3 separate regions of the Mus musculus genome follow, and regions 2 and 3 are each linked to region 1. Evidence: chromatin contacts called from public Hi-C data. All regions are on one chromosome and are shown on one strand. Each heading gives the region's core, a stretch centred on a gene start, on an enhancer-like site or on the middle of the called end of the contact. The rest is flanking DNA. Distances are from core to core; before and after follow the strand shown. Region 1 overlaps Gm29683 (predicted gene, 29683). Region 2 has its middle 92 kb from the start of Gm34549. Region 3 has its middle 20 kb from the start of Gm34549.

The links. A called contact is a pair of places that touch in the nucleus more often than the background predicts.
Region 2: a Hi-C map of uterus shows a contact between it and region 1, with 8 times the contacts expected there. The contact joins two enhancer-like sites. A contact is called at or near these places in 1 of 15 datasets of contacts at CTCF or cohesin (stem cell-derived epiblast-like cells), 28 of 484 Hi-C or Micro-C datasets (adipose-derived mesenchymal stem cells, cardiomyocytes, cerebellar granule neurons and 16 more), 11 of 115 datasets of contacts at active chromatin or transcription factors (astrocytes, craniofacial prominence, embryonic basal ganglia and 6 more) and 1 of 9 other capture datasets (embryonic stem cells).
Region 3: a contact with region 1 is called in a Hi-C map of uterus, with 4 times the contacts expected there. The contact joins two enhancer-like sites. A contact is called at or near these places in 4 of 484 Hi-C or Micro-C datasets (cortical neurons, cranial neural crest and uterus) and 3 of 115 datasets of contacts at active chromatin or transcription factors (astrocytes, forebrain and stem cell-derived neural progenitor cells).

The regions. Positions count from the first base shown.
Region 1 is chr7:70,330,360-70,333,210 of GRCm38.p6, reverse strand. The region is part of intron 1 of Gm29683 (predicted gene, 29683); the gene reads left to right. Among named protein-coding and RNA genes, the nearest start is that of Gm29683, 6.0 kb to the left of the region's middle. Within about 2 kb of position 1,315, at least 109 of the 459 cell types and tissues checked have an H3K27ac peak or open chromatin away from gene starts, as enhancers often do. A contact at or near this core is called in uterus, where this site is marked.
Region 2 is chr7:68,578,480-68,581,179 of GRCm38.p6, reverse strand. No RefSeq gene overlaps it. Among named protein-coding and RNA genes, the nearest start is that of Gm34549, 92 kb to the right of the region's middle. Within about 2 kb of position 1,344, at least 5 of the 459 cell types and tissues checked have an H3K27ac peak or open chromatin away from gene starts, as enhancers often do. A contact at or near this core is called in uterus, where this site is marked.
Region 3 is chr7:68,466,292-68,469,228 of GRCm38.p6, reverse strand. No RefSeq gene overlaps it. Among named protein-coding and RNA genes, the nearest start is that of Gm34549, 20 kb to the left of the region's middle. Within about 2 kb of position 1,623, at least 9 of the 459 cell types and tissues checked have an H3K27ac peak or open chromatin away from gene starts, as enhancers often do. A contact at or near this core is called in uterus, where this site is marked.

The DNA.
Region 1 (2,851 bases), core at 66-2,565:
CTCTCTCTCTCTCTCTCTCTCTCTCTCTCAATTTTCTCGGCCCAAGAGGAAGCTTCATGCTCTCTATGACACAGACTGGTCTCCACAAGGAGAGAGGATCCGAGCCCTATAGGTAGGAAATGACAGGTGTCTGCAGGTTTGAGGTGAAGGTTGCTGGCGCTGCTCTTGTACCAGCCAGAAGATCAAAAAACGACTTCTGAAAAGGGCAGAACGGGGTGGTATTTTAAAGTTTACACTGAGCTTGTAGAGACAATCAGTTCTCAACCACTTCCTTTTCAGTCACAGAAAGGCCTGGAGTGCTGGGATAGGGTTTGAGAGAGAAACGAGCTTAAGGAACCGGGCAATCTTGCCAGAGACTTCTGCCCCTACCACTTTTCACACCTGCGCTGCCCAGTTTCCAGTTCAACCCTGAGCCAGAGAGGCTGCCTAAGCCTCTGGCCTCTGGGTCTGCCTGTTTTGTCCCTTCCAAATGCTTCTAGCAGGCACAGATGCTCTCACGGTCGCGTCCCTCTGGTGCATCTTGGAGAAACACTGGCAAACAGTGCTTTTCTGAGGAGCAGAAGGGCTGCTTAAGCGCCAGCAACAGGTCCATGCTGAGATTCCTCTGTCCTTCACCGGCCCCTCCTTCCACCCTCGCTACTGGGGTCCGCGGGGTAAAGGGGGGGATCTACTTCCCCCTTCCTCCTGGGTCACCCACAACAACCCAGGAAGGCAAACATCAGGTTTGCACTGTTTCTTTGGATAAACGCCTGGCTAAATGCTTCTAATAATGAATGGCCTTTCGCTGGACACTCGCTTGAACCGAAGAGAGGACCTCACTGGAGAACACCAAAAAGAAAATAACTAGAAAGTGGAAAGGAACACGGCCGGCGGCGGCCTCTAGGATCCAGACAAAGACATCTGAGTCTGTCCCTTTGCAGTCGCCCATCTCTCCTTCCTGCCTAGAGATCTGATTTGGTCCTACTGCGGCTCCCTAAGAGCCTTTAGATCCGACGTCCCTTCACTGGGGACCTTGAGCTGAGATCCCAGGGCTGGAAGGCTCCGATTCTAGCCGGAGCTGGAACCTGGTGGCCTCAACACTTGCGGGATGCTGCTACTGGGCCACAGTCCCTGCCTTGCCCACAGGAACCTAAACATCCCCGCGTCCTAGGTTAAGGTGGTTAGGGCGAGGGGGTAGGCTCCTGGACCAGCCAGGTCGAAGCGATGAAACAGCAACTTCTTCTTCTTCTTTTTTTCCCCCTGGCAGGGAGGAGGGAAATTCGTCGGAGGAGGTCGGTGGAGACTCCTCCTTCGCTCCGCCCGGAGGCAGCCAGAGCTCCGCTAGCGGTGCGTCTCCGCCCGCCCGAGCGTTTCCATAAATCAGGCCGCTGGCAGGCTGCTAATTAGCTCCGGCCGAAAAGAATGAGAGTTCTGTAGCACACGGTGGGTTGGGAGTGGGGGCCCAGTAGGTGGGAGATCAGAATTCCCCAGGATTAACGGGGGGACTCCTTGGGGGCATCTCCGCGCTCCCTGCCCGAGCCACCTCCGATCACCTCCTGCCAGCAAAGGCCCGCAAGTTCGGGCCTCCAGATCCCGCGCCTCCCGCACTGCGCGCACCTCTGCAGTCGACCTGGCCCGCCCACCCACGCCGAGGCCCCCTCTCCCACTCGCTGAGCATGCCTGGCGTTAATTAACTCCCCCTTCACCCGGTGCAGTATCGGAAGACTTTCAAAACTCGTCCCAAAGTGTTTCCTTCTCAAGCCTGAAGGCAGCGTTTGGAACGACCCGCAGAAAAGGGGGGCGGGGTGTGGATCTGGGGGAAGGGTTGGTTGCACCGGGATTTGAGATAACAAGACTTCCCCAGCGATTGTGTGGGTAGAGGGATGGGCTGTTGTAACCTCATCCCCTCTCCCCTAGTGAAAAGGCAAGACGGTCAGGGAAGATTAAAAATAACATTAAAGTTGGATTATTGATTTCCATGTAAATTGCCAGCCGAGAGAGCTACTTCTGTTTATTTTCTCTTTTCCTCCCCCACGCTTCTCTAAGCCCTCTGGGCTCTGCGCCCTCGGAGCCATTCCCACCCTCCTTAGGGACGAGACTCCTAGATGACATCACCAAGGAGAACGGCGGCCTCCCCGCCCCTGGCCTCAAGACCCCTGAGCAGAGATTGACAGGTGTCTCTAGCAAAGACAATGCCTTCCAGGTGTCAGTATTCCCGTTCCACCCCTCCCACTCCGCCCTCTTTGCTCCTTTCCCTTAACAACTCTCCTACCCACCCACTCTTCCTCCACGAGGCTTGTTCCTACCCCACCCCCACCCCCAACTCCTTGCTCTTTGCATCTGGGCACTAAGCTTCAGGTCCTGAGACTTAGGCAGGGAGCCGACGCCGAGGGGCCCGGATGGCGCTGGTGTTGTTTGTGCCCGAGGGGGAGGCCAATCCGAGATGCCAAAGGCTCGAGTGAGGGTCCAGGAGGTGGCAGGGCCCAAAGCGGGTAAAGGGTAACCGAGTGAGCATTTTCAAGGAGCCAGCTCAGTCTCTAGATTTCTGTCTTGACGTTATTCTCTACCCTCCACCCGCGATCTCTCCTCTTCTCTTCTCTCTCTCTCTCTCTCTCTCTCTCTCTCTCTCTCTCTCTCTCTCTCTCACACACACACACACACACACACACACACACACACACACACACTATAACAGACGCGAAGATAATCCCACCATCTGGCAAATCCCAAATTTGGCGGCCAGGCTAGGAAAGCAACAGCGACATCTCATCCGGAGAGTGGGTGTCTGGTCCTGCCCCACTCCCCGGAACTGGGGAAAGGGCGCTCGGCTTTGCACTCACTAGTCCCCATCTCTTCAACGTCCTTGCCCTGG
Region 2 (2,700 bases), core at 95-2,594, 1.8 Mb after region 1:
TATATAAAACATTTAGAAATCATGGAAGAGGAAACGTTTCACCGTATAAAGTATAATGGGTGTTGTTGGAGTCTAATGAACGGAATGAAATGATGGAAGAACGATCTCAATAAACGGGGAATGCGGCTGTTCTCCAGACAGTACTGACTCCGTGCCATGGAGATGTGGTGGTGGTGGGAACAAAAAGAGCGGACCCATTTGGTAAAGCTGTCAGATTAAAAATATGTACGTTCCCAGAGATTCCCACACCAGTTTATAAAGAGACAAACCTAAGATGGTCATCACAAAAGGATATCTGAAGAGTCCTGGGCAGTTCAGGGATCCACCCCTAGGGGGCAGTGAATAGCATTCTAGTCCAGGTAGACCTCTCCGCAGGAGTCAGAAGCAGGAGGGTTGAAGGTATATACACAGCAACATAATCTCTAAAGCACAGTAGTTCATAGGAGAAGAAAGGACAGAACAACCTAATACATTTTTGAAAAATAGAAAGCCCACAAAAATGCATATTTTAGAGTAGAGCCTGCTGCTAAACAGAACGGTCTAGTGAAAGGTAAACCCTGTTTTTGTAAAGTTAAAGGTGGGGGGAGGCAAGGCGAGGGAAAATGGAGATAATAAAATGAAGGGGAAATTAATAAATTCATGAATGAATGAATGAATGAATGATGTCTCTCAACAGTTTGATATTGATAAATCTTCCATGAGCTGAGAAGCACCAGCAAGCCTCACACCTGACTTCATTCTATACCACTTATATATTCTATCATTCTCTATATCTATCATTCTACATATTCTTATATTCATACTCTGTATTATGTCTATTGTGCAGTATCTATATGAGGATGCGTTTTTAATGATCAAACCAAACCAAACCAATACAATACAATACCTGAATGACTTCCAAATTAAGCAGACAAATTGTTCAGACCATGTCTGAGACTTTCTTTCCTGTCATAATCACAGCCCACAAAAGAACAGTTGCAAATTTTTTAAAAATAAAAATAAAAAACCCACTTAGCTATACTTTACCCTCTAATGTAGATATGACAGCTACAAGAGAAACTGTAAATGAAACAAAAAGAAAGCAAGACGAGGAATGGAGGGGCGTGTGAAGAATAAACCTGAAAGTGGCGTTACCAGTTCCTAGCCAAATGAGAAAAAAAAAAGAGCAAAATGGAATGGAATGTACAGTACGGCAGAAAACAATCCTCTGGGTTTTTTCGAAGACCTCTTGTGCGCCTTGGGAAGTGGATTTTAAAGTCAGGAACTCTGCGATCTTTCCTAGGTTTGGGGACAAATTCAGGACTGGGCTGAGCAGTTGTTTCCATCCGTGGAACTCTGCTGCCACCTACTGGTAGGAGCCTGCTACTTCTTCAGGAGCCCGACTTGTTAGCTCCAGGCTACCCGCAAACCAAGTCCCTTGTCCCTTGGGACTGAAGTATGGGGATTCGCTGCTGTCAATCACTCCACCTAGAAGATTTTCAGATCAATACATGTATGTGTTCCGAGGGTAATTAACAATAGGCTAGTTTATCGACTAGGTGAGTCTCTGACTTCCTATTATTTCTCTCACTTTTGAAAATCAAAGAAAAGACAATTATCACTCGAAGCATGGCCTCTTCCCTGTCTTTCCTTTTTCCCCCCAAGGGAGGTGTGAGTTTAATTAAAGAAAAGAATCACACGTTTTGTGGTAGTTTGCAAAGCACATAGTGGGCTAGTGTCTAACAGCACTTCCCCTTTCCTGGTTAAGTACCAAGGATCGTTTTCTCCTGGCTAAGGTGTGAGCTGAGCAGGGCAGGAAACCAATGCTTATGCTTGTGGAGAGGGCGGGTCCTCGTGGGGGGGGGGGGGTTGACCAGCTGAGGGAGGCAGTAAATGGATTTAATGTGGTTTTGAGCTCCAGAATAATTGCTCGGATTTGGTTGAGGTACAAAAGAAAAGAAGAAAGCGCCATCGAATCATTGAATGAGTCCTTACTTGATCAAACAACAGTGATTTGAGACAGAAATTACAGTAAATTTTGGTCAAATTTACTTATTTCCCACAATTCACCTTTAAGTTTGGTCCACGAGATTAGTTTGCTGTGAACGAAATAAGATGCCCGTTTTACTTGATCCATCGAAGCTCTTTAATCAAGGTCAATGACTAGACTTCCCCACCCCACCACCCCACCACCACCACCACCACCAAACCCTCCATCAAAGGCTGGCCTGAGAACCCCACACAGAGATTCCCTGAGCAGGATGGATAATTAGGAGCTTGGTAGTTCCAAGTCCAGCCTTAGAGAGGAGGAGATGCCAGAGATGCGCAGAGAGGCGGCTCTTTATGGAGACAGGTCCAGGGAAGAGGGCAACGGTAATTACCGGGCTGTGAGAGCTCATGTACACCTTGGGAATTATTGGTCCATAAAATGTCTGGAGATGTATGCCAGAAATCTAACGTCTCCTGTGCAGTGTGGCAAGCTGAGCTAAACCAGCCAGACGTGATGAAGATAGGGAGTCTTGTTTAGGAGAGTACAAGGAGCCAGTGGAGATGGTTTGAATGGAATTATACACAAACTCAAATCCCACCCTTACCAGCAGGGAGATCCACTCCAGAAACATTGGGGATGCACAGATGCAACTCCAAGAACTTATAAATGGGGAAGAGAAAGCTCTAAGCTAGGAAAGGATGCTGCCTTTCATTTGGCTCATTGACGAGGAA
Region 3 (2,937 bases), core at 374-2,873, 1.9 Mb after region 1:
CGGGACTAAAACTCTATAACTCCTTGATAGCTGTCTCATTTGCTACAGTAACGGAAAGCTGACAACCCCACGTGAGTGACTTGTACTATGTAACTACCCAGATAGCCAGGAGCCACAACCGGAGGACAGACCAGGGTGATACATAATGTCTTCCTACCTTGCTGACTTGGTAATCAAGTTAAAGCTTAGGGAATGTTTACTTTGCACCTTTTCCATTTGCATTTTCTGGGCCATGGATGAGCTCAGATTTTTTTTTTTTTAACAGAAACTGGAAAGTTAGGCTGAGAAAGTAGGAATTGTGCTACTAATTCAGAGCCTGCTGACAGTGAGGAAACTGTCACCTGTGTTTCAGCAGAGCCGCAGGACGGAAGACTTCATAGTGTAACACAGAAAAGCTGTGAGGTGGGCCCTAATTAGAGCCCTCGGGCCTGGAAATGTGGGACACTGCTCAAGGAGGGCAGGGCACTCCAAGGAGTTGCTTAGGGAAATATTTAACTTTCCCTTACTGGTCCTTAACCAGGAACGAAAATTACAAAGAGTGTCACTTGTTAACCAATGTGTACTTTGGGGACTGACTGCTACAGAAGTTGTCACCTGGCTTTCTGGATTGTTACTAGAGAGAGCAAGTCTGGCTCTCGGCAAGCTGGCTTCTGAGACTGGGTAGTTCTAGATATGGCCATGGTTTGCTAGGCACCGTGCTACAGGTTTTGATCAGTGTTATTTTTATATATGTGCTGGCCACTGTCCTTTTGTATAACCTGTCTCTGCTGTGTAGACACTCCAACCCACCACAAAGGCCCCTGGATGAAACCCCACGATCTGTAAAAAGTAAAAGTCAGGGATGGTATAGAACACCTTTAATCCCGCCTCTCAGGAGGCAGAGGCAGACAGGTCTCTGACAGTTGTGGGTCAGCCTTGGCTACATACTGAGACTCTGTCTCAAAGTCCTAAATTAATCAATTAAATAAAATATAGAATTGTTTGGAAAAAAAGAATAAAATAAAGTATTTCAAGACATTTGAAATCTTCTCTGCAACCTATAGTTTAAACCAGTCAGTAAGTGAAACATGCGAAGAGAACTTTGGAGCCAGGAGGGAACCGGTATCTGTTTCCACAGCCTCCTGCGGTAGGTGACATTTCTAGTCATGTCTGGAATGGCTACACAGAACTAGAATCTGGTCTCCCAGCACCCAAGTTGTATCACACAGGGTTCTGATTACAAGGAGGTTGTCCCTGGGAGTCTCGGGAGACACCCAGTGTTTGTTAAGAGTTTGGTAGTTGTCACTGAGGTCAGAAAAGTATCTGCATTGTTTCCGAATGCTAAGCTAGCTTTATTCCAGAAGGCATTTTGAGGAGAGTTGCATCACAAGCTATTGGCCACTCCAAACACCATATCTTTACCTGGAAATAGCAAGAGGGACAATGGACAATTGCCTTTCCCTGGTATCTCCCAGGCTGCCATGCTGCAGCTCCAGGATCCCTGTGTGCCTGTTGTGAGTGTGTCAACAGAGTTGGAACAACAGAAGAGCTGCTGGTGAAACCAAGACATTCTGAACAGAATACATCACATCTCTCCAGTGACTGCCTATTCCAAAACGAGGCCATGAAAATACAACCCCCTGTGGCCTCAAACCACTAAAACAACGTCCAAAAAAAACGTCAAATTAATGGGCCCTTCCTAACAGGCCAGTTCTGTGGTCATGCAAATACAAGATCTTCCTTGATAAGAATAGCAGCAGAGAATGTTTTGTTGTGGTGGTTGGGTTTTGGTTTTTTTGTTGGGGGGGGGGTGTTTGTTTTGTTTTGTTAGTTAAGCAAACAAATTAAGGCCAATCCCTAAGTGCTACATAAAACCTGGATTCTGTTTTATCTTTCGATTGTCAAAATAAACACATTTGACCTAGCATTCTGTCCAGACAGTAAAAAAAGAGCACAGTAAAGATTAAGGTTCTGGAACCTGTCCTGTTTTCTTTCTCAGTTCCAGCCCTGGGTCTGTTCCAACAGATGTTCATGCAGGCACTTCTGAGAGCAGCTAACCACGGCATGATCACACAGTTAGAGCTAGGCGTGGATTGCTTTATTTGTTTGTTGGTGGGGATTTGGTTTGGGTTTCGAATTGTAAGTTGCTACCCTGTGTCAGTGCTAAGGGTCAGATCCATAGTCTCATAGAGACTTACGACATCTCCATTCAACTGAACTCCTGGCCCAAAGTGTGTATCTGTGTATCTTCAGCTATTCTCTCTCTCTCTCTCTCTCTCTCTCTCTCTCTCTCTCTCTCTCTCCCTGTGTGTGTCTCTTTGTGTGTGTGTGTGTGTGTCTGTGTCTGTGTCTGTGTCTGTGACTGTGTCTGTGTCTGTGTCTGTGTGTCTGTGTGTGTCTGTGTCTGTGTCTGTGTCTGTGTCTGTGTCTGTTTCATTTTCCGTGATCCAATGAACTGCTACCAACGTAAGTTGTTTTGGAAGCCCTAAATACAACACATTCTTCAACTCTTCTTTGGGCTTGACTCAAAAGTCACTGGAAATTAGTCTAACAGTTCAACTAAATGTGTCTCTGTTTGTTTTGATGATTACATGGCACATGTTTTATTATAGAACCAGGACCACCAGATCTGGGATGGCACCACCCATAATGTCGACACAATCGGACACTAAGAAAATGCACCAGAGGCTTGTCTCATCTGGATCCTATGGAGGCACTTTCACAATTGAGGCTCCCTCCTCTCTGACATAAAACTAGCCAATACACAGCTTAAGACTCGGTACACTAAAATGTCACTTTTACGTTTTGAGATGGCAAGAAAGAACTCCATGTATTGCTTCATGCAAGTGTTCTCTGCTAATCTTGGGTTTTTGTGGGGTTTGGGGTTTTTGGGTTTTTTCTTTTCTTTTCTTTTCTTTTCTTTTTTCTTTTCCCTTTCAAATTCTTTCCCTCTTCTTT